Regions from separate parts of the Mus musculus genome. Here region 1 is linked to region 2. The links are chromatin contacts, called in public Hi-C maps. All regions are on one chromosome and are shown on one strand. The core of a region is the stretch at or near the end of the contact, and the rest is flanking DNA. Distances in the headings are between cores, read along the strand shown.

What was found. Hi-C and Micro-C count contacts between places; a contact is called where the count stands out from the background.
Region 1: a contact with region 2 is called in a Hi-C map of bone marrow-derived macrophages, with 12 read pairs. The contact joins two enhancer-like sites. A contact is called at or near these places in 1 of 15 datasets of contacts at CTCF or cohesin (stem cell-derived epiblast-like cells), 48 of 484 Hi-C or Micro-C datasets (the C2C12 cell line, DN3 thymocytes, ECoMG-derived neutrophils and 30 more), 8 of 115 datasets of contacts at active chromatin or transcription factors (embryonic basal ganglia, embryonic hindbrain, embryonic stem cells and 2 more) and 2 of 9 other capture datasets (embryonic stem cells and pancreatic islet).

Annotation. Positions count from the first base shown.
Region 1 is chr10:120,845,434-120,852,705 of GRCm38.p6, forward strand. It overlaps Msrb3 (methionine sulfoxide reductase B3), which reads right to left. Exons shown (of 7, transcript NM_177092.4): 3 at 6,551-6,659; 4 at 4,543-4,620. Among named protein-coding and RNA genes, the nearest start is that of Gm15910, 8.6 kb to the right of the region's middle. Within about 2 kb of position 3,393, at least 22 of the 459 cell types and tissues checked have an H3K27ac peak or open chromatin away from gene starts, as enhancers often do. A contact at or near this core is called in ECoMG-derived neutrophils, bone marrow-derived macrophages and myeloid progenitors, where this site is marked.
Region 2 is chr10:120,318,436-120,325,734 of GRCm38.p6, forward strand. No RefSeq gene overlaps it. Among named protein-coding and RNA genes, the nearest start is that of 1700006J14Rik, 42 kb to the right of the region's middle. Within about 2 kb of position 5,341, at least 37 of the 459 cell types and tissues checked have an H3K27ac peak or open chromatin away from gene starts, as enhancers often do. A contact at or near this core is called in ECoMG-derived neutrophils, bone marrow-derived macrophages and myeloid progenitors, where this site is marked.

The sequences.
Region 1 (7,272 bases), core at 2,143-4,642, 530 kb after region 2:
TTGTAACATTATTTTCTTTGTTCCATAGCACGTAGCGATTTACCAGTGACAGCATGACATAAATGATCAAAAGCGTTTTCTGAAAGGAACTGTTTTACCAATTCTCTCTCTGGTTTTATCTGATGTGGAATAAATTTACAAAATTTTAGGTGTTCAGATAACTAGAGATGAGACCATTCTTGCTTCTGTCGGTCAATTACTGACTGAAGGTCAGGAGGAGCATAAGAGAGATAAACTAGCTGAGTAAACTCTGTGGGTGTGAAAGAACATGACCTGTGTACCGGGTAGATCACACGTGTGGTTTGTAGGCAGGTTGTGAAGGAGGCTCTTGTGCTGGCAATCTGTGAGGGAGCAGTGTGTTGCTGAAAGAAGGAAAGAGTTTACAAGTTTAGAAATGAAATGGGAGCAATTAAGTAGGCATTTTTGTGAGGAACTGTGATATCTGTGTGTCAGTCAAGTAAGAGAAGGTTACGGGCAGGTGGTGGTGGGGGGAATCTCAGTAGGTACAGTGAGTGCTATACAAATGTGAGGACTTGGGGGTCAGATTCCCAGGACCCACGTGAGAGCCAGATGCCATGGTGCATGTATGTAATGTTGGTGCTTCTGAGAAAGAGGAGACAGAGACAGGGAGAGTTCAGAAACTTGTGGGCCACCTAGTCTGGCAAGCAACAAAGAACTAGACACCTCTTTCTCGAAGATGGAAGATGACCCCCACATGCAAGAAATGGCATGTGCTCTCATTCATATATGTTTACACACACACACACGATGTTTTAAAGAGAAGCGTATGCATACACATGCATGTACATTGCTCCATTTGCCCCAGGTAAGAGAAATGAAGGTTTGGGGGTGGGGGAGCATTTTGACACGTCCAGGTCCCGTACCTCACCGTGTCTCCCTACCGCTTTCCTCAGAACATTCCTAGTTAGTCTGGTGTGCTTCTCATCTCTCACCCCTTTCCTTCTAACAAAAACCACAAACTTCATTCACGTGACCCTGTACTCAGAGCAAGAGGTGAACTGCCTCCGGAGAACCCTATGGCAAGGCGAACTAGTTCGCTGGTGCCCTTAGTTGTTTTTGATTGGGAATCCCTAGAAAGAAGGATGAAGATGCCTGCCAGCGTTCCATTCAGTGCCTCTCGTTTCTAAATCCACATTTCTTGTTGGCTCCAATGAGCTCTCCAAACATCTTTCCTGGTCAGATAGCACCATGTCATGTTAGCCAGTAGAAGGCAAAAGGGGAAGATGGCTCCTTTACTGGAGGACCGTGAGCTTCTGTCCCAGGAGTTTCCCCAGCTTCTCCAGTTCAGCTCTTGTAACATGGACAGCTGCTCTCCTCCAGTAGTCAGAGCGTCTCCACCACCTGATTCCAGTAGAGGAAACAGCTTTTCCTACACAAGTCTCTCCAGCAAACCCAAATTCCAAGATCTCAGCTGGTGCAGAAAGTGTACCTTCTTCTGGGACGCCCGACTTCCTCAATGGCGACTGTGCTCAGTGTGCTGTGGGCAGCAGTACTGAGCGGTCAGTAGCTTCCCTGACACTCCCCTTGGGTGATATTGCAGTCAACTGCCCCTTTCTGCCAACAGCTTTCCCCAGTGCTGAAAAGGGTAGCTTTCCAGTAAGTTCCAAAGGGCAAATGTGTAGTACACTACAGCACTGGGGCACAGCCATGAGCTCTGTGCCACCCACGTAGCAGCTGCAAACACATCTTCTCCTCAACCCCAAAGAAAGAATAGGAGCAGGACTGAGGAGGAGGAGGAGGAAGGGGAGGAGGAGGAGATGGACTGAGGAGGAAGAGGAGGAGAAATAGGAGGAAGAGAAGGGAGAGGAAGAGGAGGGAGAGGAGGGGGAGGAGGGGGAGGAGGGGGAGGAGGGGGAGGATTTTTCTGTCTCTGCCTAGAGGCCACGACCACTGCTCCTACTGTGTGTGTACACATGACCACTCCTGCTGTGTGTGTACACATGACCACTCCTGCTGTGTGTGTACACATGACCACTCCTGCTGTGTGTGTACACATGACCACTCCTGCTGTGTGTGTACACATGACCACTCCTGCTGTGCGTGTACACATGACCACTCCTGCTGTGTCTGATTTCTTTCTAACTTCCTTTCACTTCTTACTAGCAAACTGCTCTTTATCCTAACCCTCTCTTATAATATGAAATACTTCAAACTTTCTTATTCAAACAACTATGTGGATTCTAAACTTGTACCTGCTGATTGATAACTTTTCTCCTCGTATCTTTTAAAAACTTATTAGAAGTAACTGCAAAAGAGGAATTTCTCCTTGTTCCATATTCTGTATACCTGTTTAATATGCCTCTGTCCAAACCTCAGATCGATTACATACACTTATTTGCAAACCCAGTCTTCAACAATATATCTATCAATCAAATTAGACTTGTTCCCCCCCAAATCAACTATGACCCCCCCAACTTTCATTTTCTATTATTGGAATAAACTCACTGATTCGTGTTCTCATGGCTACCCAGTTAAATCCCTGGGTAGAAAGCGGATACACAGACAGAAAGGCATGTACACAGACAGGAAGGGAAGTCAGCTGACCCAAGGCAGGAGCCCGCAAGGCTATCTCAGTGTTTTCCACATCTAGTTCTTGTTTTTTGTTTTTGCCCCCCCCCCCCAACTTTTCAGGACGCTTGTCTTCAAAATTAATACATCCTTGAACTATCATTTTGCTTGAAAATGAAGACTGTAACTAGGGGCAGCAATATTTGGGAGAGATGAAAGGTGTACCACCCCATGAGAAGAGAGAGGAAAACAAACCACAGGAGAGACTGGATGGAAGGAGCAGCGGACCCCTGACCCCTGAGGTGCACAGTTTCAGCAAACAACGTACAAAGAAAAAGAGGACAGGGAAAATCCAAGTCTCTCAAAACCGTGCATGCCCTGTGGCCCCTGCATCTCCGTGGGCACCCAGGTACACATTTTGAACACGAAGGCAGTCGTACAAAGCCAATAAAGTACTCCATCTCCAGTGGCAGCGGAGCACGGGTGCTTTTCCCCAAAGTAGATGAGACATCAAGAGAGAGTGAATGACGAAAACCAGCAAAAGTATGAGTGAAAAATTAAATCCTATTTCTCAGAAGTTTAGACAATGAAAGCTGACAGGAACGCTAGGGGGAAAGTCACAGGGTCACCAAGAGTGTCACCGGGAAGGTCACCACGAAGGTGAATGTGACTCTTGCAAGCACTCGAGTTAGTGTAAGAATCTCGATTTCAGGGTTTGCGAATCAAACGCTCACAAGGGTTAAATTCTCCATTCACAGTTGGCTCTGTTTCTTATTTAAAACAGTAAGTTTTCCTTCAGCAGAGTCCTTCAGTGAAATCACATGATGGGGAAAGAGGTGGGACATCTCAAACGAAAAGCCAAGGGATGTGGGCAGCTTTGGCCGGTTGGGGTATTAACCAGTTTAGCATGGCTCAGCAGCTGTCTTAAGTGTTATGTCAACTATTATGACATAAGCTAAGGGTGTTGAAATATGAGGATGTGTGTTTTCTGACAGGGAACGGGTGACAATTTGAAGGGTCGGTTTTTTAACATGAGAGAAAAAAAAAGAGTAAGAATTCAGAACAGATTGTCAACCAACAGGACCGTGCAAAAGGGTTTATGTCATTGGGGAAAAGTTGGAACTCTTAAGAATTTTTAAGGAAACTACCATTTTCCTGTTATTTCAGAAATATCTGTAAATGCTAGTGTCTTAAAGGAGAAGCACAGGGCAAACTAAAGTATGTTTTCCATTCTTCTTTTGTTATTTATTCTCTGAAACTTCCTAATCCTGTCTCAGATAAAAGATGCTCACCCCTAAGTAAGGTTTCTGCTTTCATTTCCACCAGGGCAGCAATTCTGTAGGACATACAGGGAGCCTGAGATTTTACGCACCCAGCACCCAGATAAAATGTTTTTGGTTAAAAACTGTCCTTGCTTGATAAGATTATCCTATCCAGACCAAGAATTATCTGTCTTGGTCAAAAAGTCTATGTGGTATCAGCATTATTGTGAACGTTTAGGATTTTTCAAAAAGAGGATTTTAGGCCAATGTCAAAATAATAATGTTAACCTCAGGTAGAAGATATTGCTGTCTCATGTTTATTTGGGGTATAGCGCTTCATTGTAGAAGTATAAAGAGGCTTCTCGCTGGATGCATTTTAATCTGAGGGATGTGCGTGAGTGACTTGCAAAATGACCTATGCGTGGACGTCGGGGCATTAGACAAATCAGTAAATACATACGCTCTCTGTCACCAAGATTTTCTTTGTACCTCTGCTAAGGACAATGGTTACTGAAGTGGACACCAAAGTTAGTGCTGGGTGTTTTAAATGTCTAAACAGTACAAAGTTAGCCAGTCTGTCACGCTAGAAATTAGCCAAGAAAGTCTGTCATCATTGTCGGTTTCAGAAAGTGGACAAATATATGAAAGGATAGAATCAAATTCAGCAAAGGAAAGATGGGCAGGTAACTGAGCAGCCCGGAGCATGTGGTCACGTGACCCGGCCACGCCCACCGGCTTTCAGGACACTTACTTGAACAACGGAGTTCCACAGACAACACATTTATATATTCCAGGATCTTTGTGATGTGTGTACTCTCCTTCAAAGGCACTGATAAACGATAAACAGAGCGTCAAAAACTGTTAACAGAGCTAGTGTTACTTCTTATAGAACACACTGGTTTAAATACATTTCTCTGGTAAAACTTTCAAGGGTCTGGGGCCCTAAAATGAGAACAGACCAGACATATGGAAGCTTGAACAATAGTAATATACTTCGAATATATACATATATATAATAAAATGTGCATATAACTACTCCAAACTAGTACAGGTTAAGTCAAAATATCAAGCCATCTAGTAAGTAATACTTAGAATATTTTTCAAATTAAAAAAAAAAAAAAAGCCCACTGTTTGAGTCACATGAAGAACACTGTTACCTAAGATTTCCGCGGCCCCACACCATACAAGAGGGGGACCAGAAAATGTAGCAGGTCCCAAGTCTTCGAGTGGAAGGAGTCTTATTTTTTGGTTTGAAAAGGAATATTGCAGCTTTAAGGAACTGTTTTTCTAAGTTAGCGATCTTACAGGCGCGGAGGTCACTCGGTTAATGCAGATCAGCTGTGTCGCCCAACAAAAAGGCCGTGTGCTCTGCAGCTTGGTTTTATTATCGTTTCGTCCCTCTTTACGAGGTCCAATTTTTTTTATAAACAGAATTTTTTTTTTTTTAAAGAATGACCTAATCTCTGGTTGTTTGTGTGCATTAAATCATTTTGCTAGGGCATGCACACAACATTGGCGGGCAGAAGTCCTGGACCCTGTGATCCAGCCCTGCCGCCGCCGCTGGTACAAGGAAGGCACACCTTGTGAGAGAGCTTCATTGTTCAGTAAACTCAGTGAACAGTGGGGGCTGTGACAGGGAGAGCGTGCTGTCCATTAACAAGGATCCCTGTGTGGGAAGGAAGCTCTTTCAGATCTTGAATGGAAACACAAAGTCACATCACGAATAAACCTGCATCAGGGGGACCATTTACAGCCTCGTGCCGAGCCCCGTGGTATGAATTAGACAACAAAATCATTAGGCCTTGGCAAGTTACTTTTTCGCTGGAATCAGCTGAGAGAGATTTTATTTTATTCACTAAAAAACAGTCTTGGAAGTGAACGACTGCCCCCCCCCCCCAGGATGTAGGGCGAACTTCCAAGGACCAAAGCCATGCAAGGGCAGTTATTGAAAATTTTTGACATTCCAACCACAAATGAGCCAATAAATACTTTCTCCACATGTGCTTCAAAAAGAAATCCGAGTGGGGTGGAAAGGAACTAAATTATGCTACCTTCTTTTTGCAGCCAAAACGTCTATGCTTTACAATGCCACCTTCAAAATGCCAGCCTCCTGGCATAGCGCCACATCCCTCACAGTTTTCCTTGCTGTGATGTCGTCCAAAAAAAAAAAGGGGGGGGGGCACCCAAATCGCTATTGCTTCCACACATTTCACTGTAAACTAAAAACAGGCCCTTAGCAAAAGTCCCGTGGCTTTATATAGATATAGTTCGCTGAGTGGAGAGAAGCAGAAAAGAAACTCAGCTTTAACTCAAACAGTGCCATCTCCAGCCTTTTCAAAGACAGTCATTTGCAGGCCTTACCCAGCATGCATAGTTTCTTTAAAATAATCAACAGGGAAGAAGACTCCAAGGAGTGGGAGAAAGTGGTGCTTGCCTGCTTGCTTGCCTCCCTGCCTGCCCACCTGCTTGCCTGCTTGCCCGCTTGCCCACCTACTTGCTTGCCTGCCTGCCTGCTTGCCTCCCTGCCTGCCTGCCTGTTTGCCTGCTTGCCCGCCTGCCCACCTGCCTGCCTGCCTGCTTGCCTGCTTGCCCGCCTGCTTGCCTGCTTGCCCACCTGCCTGCTTGCCTGCTTGCCTGCTTGCCCGCCTGCTTGCCTGCCTGCCTGCCTGCCAGCTTGCCTGCCTGCCTGCCTGCCAGCTTGCCTGCCTGCCTGCCTGCCTGCCTGCTTGCTTGCTTGCTTTTATTACAGCACACATTACCTTTCAGTTCCTTTCTCCTGAGTGACATGGTACTGTAGGGGTGTCAGCCGCTTCCTCAGTTCCTGCTGGGAAAAGACCACCTTACAGTTCTTTTTATCCCTACATGACCCTGGAAAGAGAGGATATGGGAGAAAGAGCCATTTAGCCTGAATCCTAAATACTTGCTTTGGCTGGCCGCCACAGCACAGCCTCTACAGTCACTTGTCAATGACCAGAGAATCCCTAGCGGACCACAAAACCTTACCTGAGCTGCAGCCGGTCTCCAAGCTCCAACAGAATGCACTTTAAAAAGCCCCATGATTCCCCTGGCGCAGCAACAACGTGTCACAGCCAAGGCTTGTAGCAGGTGATATTAGAAACTCACTGGGAATTTGTTTACAAGATTGTAGCACATCCTTTATGCCACCTGATACCTTGAAACCCCTTTTAAAACGGTGGATTCAGTAGCATGCATGTATTTGCAGGTATGAAGTGATAGTGGACATACAAAGATCCACTGAATAATTTTGCAACTTGGTAGACTAGCTTGAGGCTGTCACCATGCAACTGTCAACCAAGATGACCACCTACCATCCAATTTATTTTTCTGAGGAACCTAAACATGTCTTTTTTTCTACAGTAGGAACTGCTGTTTTCTATGAGTCTGACAGACATTTAAGTAGGTTCTGTGTGGTCTTTAGAAATGCATGTTTTTTCTAAAGCCTGTGTCTTACCAGCAAGGA
Region 2 (7,299 bases), core at 4,091-6,590:
TCAGTGTAGCATTTCTGGTTAATGTTTTAACCACCCATCAATCCAGTTTTTACCTCCTTTGACTTAAGTGGCTAGATTTATGCTGCAACAGGAAGCCCCGAAGGTAGGGGTAAGAGAAAGTCCAGTCCTGTCTAAGACACAGCCCATGCAGACCAACAGTTATCTGAAAACCAACTGCCGTGTATGCCGTTCAGCTGATTCCATTACTATATTCTCTACTTTTAAGAAAATCACAGGGGGGGAGTGGGAGGGTAGGGGAGTGGGGGTGGGTGGGTAAGGGGGACTTTTGGTATAGCATTGGAAATGTAAATGAGCTAAATACCTAATAAAAAAAAAAAAAAAAAAAAAAAAAAAAAAGTGTTCCAGGACAGCCAAGGCTACACAGAGAAACCCTGTCTCGAAAAACCAAAAAAAAAAAAAAAAAAAAAAAAAAGAACCTCAACTTACTTGAAAGAAATAAATTGAAGTTTGGGGCTTGAAACGTTAGTAATTATGGCACACACCTTCAATTCCAGCATTCAGGAGGCAGAAAAAAAAAAAAAAAAAAAAAAAAAAGAAAATCACATGTGTGCACGCCCGTCAATAAACACAGGAAAACAATGCCAAACATTAAGGATTAATTGAGGCGATCATTTGCAGATAGGATTCCTGTTTTATAGAAGGCTCTGTCTCGACCCTTTTCTCTTTAACTCAAGCTTCTCTGTTGCATTAAAAAAAAAAAAAGTCCACATAAAAACTAAAAATTTCAGGGTAAAATCTTAGTAGATGTGCTCTTACGGGTTTTTATACAGCCTGTGAAATGCCAGTGCTACTCCACACACAGGGCTAGTACTGAATTTTGTGGAAACGTTTTCCTAGTCTCCCATGTAAGAAATTCTGAGTTTTCTTATCCCTCCTTCTCCCTCAATACCAATTTATGGCATCTTTGGTGTGTGAACCAACTCTGAACATTTGGTCAGAGCCAGGCAAACAAGGAACAGAACAGAAACTGATAACTAGATGAGAGTCATTAGGGGCGCTGGGTTGTGTGTGTAATAGTTATGGGATGGGTGGCTTTAGTGTCTGCTTTCAAAGTGGTTGTTAAATGGTGCCAGCCCTGTTCAATGCATTTTATTTAGAACATTTTATGTTCTTTGGTTTTTCAAGACGGGGTTTCTTGACATGGAAAATTCCGGTTTCTTTGAAGACTCCGTTGTGTCATTTGATGTTTTTCTGGAAACTGTCTTATTAGGGGATTTTTGGCTGAGGACACGTGGTGTTCTTTCTGGAAGCTTCCTGGGGGAAAAGGCATGCGATGTTTTGCTCTAGCGGATGCCTGAGAGGACACGTGATGCTTGGAAAGGGTAGAAGTACAACCCACCAGACAGTAGAGGGCGCTCGCTGTGTGGCAGTGGTTTGCCTTGCCGCTCTTTGCTGCTCTTTGTTGGGCTTTGCTGACACTGGTCTTCCTTGATGACGCTGTGGCATTGGTTCTCCTTGCCTTCTTCGTTGATCATCCCTTGTCATGACTTTGTAGAGAGAAACACACCAAAGACCTTCTGGTGGTGTTCCGGAGGCTTCTTGCCGCTTCTACCTCTCAGGTATCTTCTGGATGGAACTTCAGTTGCCGATTGGTGAAAGGCGTTTGCAAGTGGATAGCGCCACTGCTGCTGATTAATCACTGCTGCCCGTGAGCTGAACTGCTGCTATCCTGACCATGGAGATCAGGATTACTCCAAAGAACTATTTCTATACGGGGCCACATCCTCTTTTGCCCTATTAACCTTTCTTTTCCACTAACTCTGGTGGGTGGTGGGCTAAAAGGGGGAGTTAAGGCATTTAAGTATGCTTATTAAACTAGGTTCTGAAAAATATAAGCCTATAGTTTTTCTGTGTAGCTCTGGGTTCCCTGGAACTTACTTTGTAGGCCAGGCTGGTCTTGACCTCAGAAAATCCATGTGCCTCAGCCTACTGAGTAATGTGATTAAAGGCATGTGCCATCACTGCCTGGTTTAGAATTTATAACGTGACATATCTAAGAAACTTGGTCAGAAAACATGATAAAGCCTACCCTGATTAATCTTGATCTTTCTTTTTCCCACCTGTCTTTCTCTCCCATCCATTTCACACCCACATGCTCCTCTAGTCTATCCCTGAGATGGTAGGGATACAAAGGAGCCATTAGTTCCTGCCTGCAGGGAGCTTGATATTAGACATTGATAAGGCACTCTTTTAGACAAGGATGTAAACACTGATCCAAAGAAATGTTAGTTGTCTACCGTATTGGCCAGGAAGTATGTAAGCACTCTGAATAGAAATAAAGTGGGGAGAGATGTGGACATTTTGTTTTTATCATTTTAAGCAGAGGTCAGAGAAAGATTCAGTGTTCAAGGACATCTGAGCAAAGCCCTACAGGAGGACAGGGGGTAGACCACTTGTGTATGCTGCGCAACCCTGCAGGAATGTGATTTTCAGGCTCAGGGAACAGTGTGGCTGGAACAAAGGAGAGATGCGAGCCTAGTAGGAGATGAGCTTGTCAGAAAGGTTCATCGTGGGCAGACAGGGTCATCAGCCACAGACTCATCAGCTCAAGCTTCAAAACACCATTCCATTTTCTCAGAGTTCTGGGGACTGCCAGAAGACTGTCTTTGTGGGTGAGCTTGGTCTCTGTGGATCCCAGGCTTCGTCTCTATGGGCGGGCTTTGTCTCTGTGGGCGGGCTTTGTCTCTGTGGGCGGGCTTTGTCTCTGTGGACGGCTTCGTCTCTATGGGTGAGCTTTCAGAGGGGCCTGTCTTCACCGGTATCGGAGTCTGTCTTCCCACCTGTTACCACTGGACTTTTCTCTGTCTGCTTTGGTGTCTTTTCTTAATGTTTTGACGTCAGTCTTTCTGAGTTAGGGCCCTACCCTCAGTTTCCCTTTAAGCTCCTTAAAGGTCTTAATCTACAGTATGACTATGTAGGGGAGTAGGACTTCAATGTATGAATGGGGGCAACACAGTTCTGTCTCGAGCAGCTCACTACTGCCAATGGTTGTGACCCGAGGTGAAATGGGCAGGAAAGAAGCAATGCCCAAGTGTCTTTTTCAGTGGACTGCCATGGTGGACAGCCAGCAAGGAGAGGGGGGGATGGTGACAACCAGGGTGGACATGATCGCCTATGCAGAGGAATTCAAGCCTCCTCTGAGTCTTGCCATTGAGCCTTGCTGTGGGTCTCTCAGTTCTTCCGATGTGAATCTTTCTGACCTGATGTGACCGCTGGATCTTTATTATGAACCACATAGAGAACGGCATGTTATTATCAAGAATAGCAGAATATCAAAGCTTAGGAACAGACTGGGCAGTTCAGGAGTATGACTTGGTTCTTCCTTGGGCTGGCGCTCTCACTCACTTGCAAGCTCACAAACCCTCTGGGGAAGATAAAAGGCAGGGTAAAGAGAGCATGGTGGGAAAGCCTAATGAGTTCTGCTGCAGTAGAAGCATGTCTTTCCTTCTGTCTTCATGTGCCTGGCTGCAAAACCTCTGGGTTCATCTCAGACTCAGATTAATGCTGTTGTTTTTCATATGGTCACTCTGCTTTTATACACACACACACACATAAACACACACACACATGTATCTATATATACATGTGTGTATGTATGTATATATATAAAATCATATACATATATATGTTTATGTGTGTATATACATATAAATATACTTAATATATAATATTTCCATTAATTTTTATATACTTTAACATATCATATATACATATTAACATATATATTTATGTTAACATTTATTACATATGTATTAACATTATATTAACATTAGTATATATTAACACATAAAATATATTTATATATTAACACATATATTTACATGTTAAATGTTAATTATTATATTAATTATATATAATATACAAACATATTATATAATTTAATATATAATATATGATTATATAGTTAACTGTATATTTGATTTTACATATATAATATATGGTATGTAATGTGCAATGTATAATGTATAATATGTAATGTGTAATATGTAATATATATATAAATATATGTACACAATTATATATACATATATACATGTGTATATATATGTGTGTGTATATATATATATATACACACATACATACACGCACATATATGTATGTGTGTATATATATATATATATATATATATATATATATATATTACTTTGCTGGAAATAGAACCCAGGACTTTGTATTTGCTGGTCACATGGTAAGCCCTGGACCCACAGCATTTACCCTCCTTGATTTTTCTATAACAACACTCATGGGCCTCTTGTCTTTTTCTGCTGCCTGTCTACAACCCTCAGTCCTACAGAACAGACTCTCTTCCCGTCATCTACACCAGTACCTGACACATATTAGACACTTAAGAAGTATTTGTAGAGAGTGGTGGCACACGCCTTTAATCCTGGCACTCGGGAGGCAGAGGCAGGTGGATTTCTGAGTTTGAGGCCAGCCTGGTCTACAGAGTGAGCTCCAGGGCTATACAGAAATACCCTGTCTTGAAAAACAAAAACATAAAAAGAAGAAGTAGTATTTGTAGAATGAACAGATAAAAGATGAGCTGTGCGAAGCTGGTCCTGCAGCTAATCAGAGCACAGAGTGTGTAAGAAGAAAGGAATCGCTCTCTGTCATGCTGCGTGGAGGCCGACAGGGACCACACAGCAGTCAGAGGTCTCCGCAGGTTTAAAGGCTGAAGGTTTGTTCTTTGAGTGGCTCCTATGTCAGTCTGGGAATCCAGAGGCCGGGGCTTACATCTGTTCTGTCTCTGGTTCTCCAAGTGAGAACAGTACAGGCCTCCAGCTTTTACTAGTATTAGTTTCTCCATCTGCGAGGTGTTACTGGCTAGTTTAAACATTGAGAAACTGTCGTTGGCAAATCCGACTCTGTTTACGCTGTTTCTTTCAGGAGACTGAGTGTTTTGTGGAAGAAAGCCCTTTGGTTCCTGCACTGACCCTCGTGGGCAGGTGAAGTGATTGACTGCCCCGGATTTCTACCCCAGTCCCTTTCCTAGCCATCATCTTCCTGGAGTGACGCTGTGTGAATTCCATGGCCTCCAAGGTCATAAACCCCTGAACCCCCACTTCAATGTCATACCCCACACTCATTCCTCTTGACCTGCCTCCTTCTGTTAGTTGAAGCCGCTAGCTCACACAATCCCGATACTTAAACCCGGTCAACATGTGGGAGTGAGGGGCTGGTGAGTAGCTGTTACTTGTTTTTTCACTTGGCATTGTCATTGGGAAAGGAGCCAGTGTCCCAGATCCAAGAGGCAGGCGGTAGACATTCCACTTTCCTTCCTGGCTAACCAGACCTCCTGTGCCAGTGGTGTTGGGTGGATCTCAGCCACAGGCACCTTAGCTGTTGTGTAACTTCCTTCTTGATGACATTTTGCCTTTGACTCTAGGCTCCATCGTCCTCTGGCCCTGCCTAATTCTGAGCGGGGGCAGGTATTGTGAGTGGCGGCCAAGGGACTCTGCTTTAGATTGAACCAGATGTGGCTTAAAGCCCCTCTATGGGACGGACGAAATAGTTGTGGGTTAAGACCGCCAACTATGGTCTGGAGGAAGTTGCACAGTCTTGATGAGCAACAGTTTCCTCATCTGAAGCTTGAAGAGCAGTAGGGTTTATCAAAAGGAAGTCCTGTGGGCGGTAGAGAGGGCTCAGGTGGTAAAGTGTCTGCTAGATAATACAGATCCCCAACGCCTATGGAAAAGGCTACAGAGTGCCTTAAGTTCAGGTTGTATGCAGCTCTGAAATTCCAACATGGGATGGCCATGGGGAGTATAGCAAATCCCTGCAGCTCATAGGGTTTACCAAACTGCTGTGGAATGTGGAGAAGCCCTGTCTCCAAAAAATTAAGAGAGAGAGTGATCAAAAATACCTCCTGTCCACCTCTAATCTCTACACACAGGAAGACACACATGTGTAAACACATGAACTAACTCTCTCTCTCTCTCTCTCTCTCTCTCTCTCTCTCTCTCTCACACACACACACACACACACACACACACACACACACACACACACACACAACCAGTAATATGATACAGCCAAGAATCAAATTGAGAGCCTGAGAAGCAAGCCTGGTGTTTTCTAATATGAATTATATATGCCCTCCTCACAGAGCCAATGAAACTGCCTATGACTGGTCAGAGCTCATTCCTCTCACTCCCAGAGGTTGTTGATGAGAGCCCCTGTTTAGTTTAGAAAAAGCTAACCCTTTTTGAGACCTCTCATTTGTGCAGTGAGATAGTCACCAAATTTTAGCCCAGTTGTCACCTACTCAACACTTGTGTCTGAAGGCTTTGCCTGGTACCCTAAAACATAACTCTAAAAGAGGACAGCACCCAACAGGATGTCTGCACAGACAAGATCAAAGAGGAGTTTCCTCTACTTTCCAGACAATGAGGATCATAGAAACAGCAAATGCCGACAGTTCCAATCAGTTTATAAATGTGAATATTTTATGGGCCATTTACCTTTTCTTCAAATGTCGATGCCGGTTGTATTTTTTGAAAAATAATTTCATTTTGGAAAGTGACGTGACCTAATCTTTTCCATGCAAAGAATGCTGTATACATAGGCTTCCTGGATGGCATAGATTAATGAGATATTTGCTTAGTTCCATGGGTGGAATTTGCTTCCCTTTAAAAAGAAAATCTCCCCGTAGGGTGTTTAACATATGTCTTCCAACTTATCAGGTTGTATAGCAGGCTTTCTTCAATGCTGTGTCACGCTGCTGTCTGTGTGTAAGCCCTAAGCTACCCTGTACTTAGCAGTGAGGCAGAACAGAGCCCACTGATGGTAAGAAATGTCTACTGTGAAATGAGAGAAAGGGGAGGGGAAGAAGAGAATGAGGAAGGAGCCATGATGAAATGGACAATAAAGGCATTGTAAGAAATATTTATGAGTCAAATGTCAACAGAGGAAAAACTCCAAACCAAAATCCACTTCCAAAAATGTTGGAGGAAATGGTGTATCTTATTATGCACTTGAGAAAACAGTTAAAAAAAAAAAAAAGAACTTTGAAACATTGGGTCCCTGAAGTACATTTATTCCAGTGATTTCCCAGGTATTTCTAAGTTCCACTTAAAACAGAAGACTCCTGTCAAGCAATCCTTTGAAATTATTTACTCTTTTATGGTTGTAAAGCACAGAAATATAATACTTTTAATGGAGGCCATAATAAATGGAGCATGCTAAAAAGAGTCTATGGATGTACTTTATAGGTTGGGCTTGTGTATCAGCAGAAATTTCTAGCCTCCTCCTCTGCTCCCGTAAAGTGCTCAGTGATAT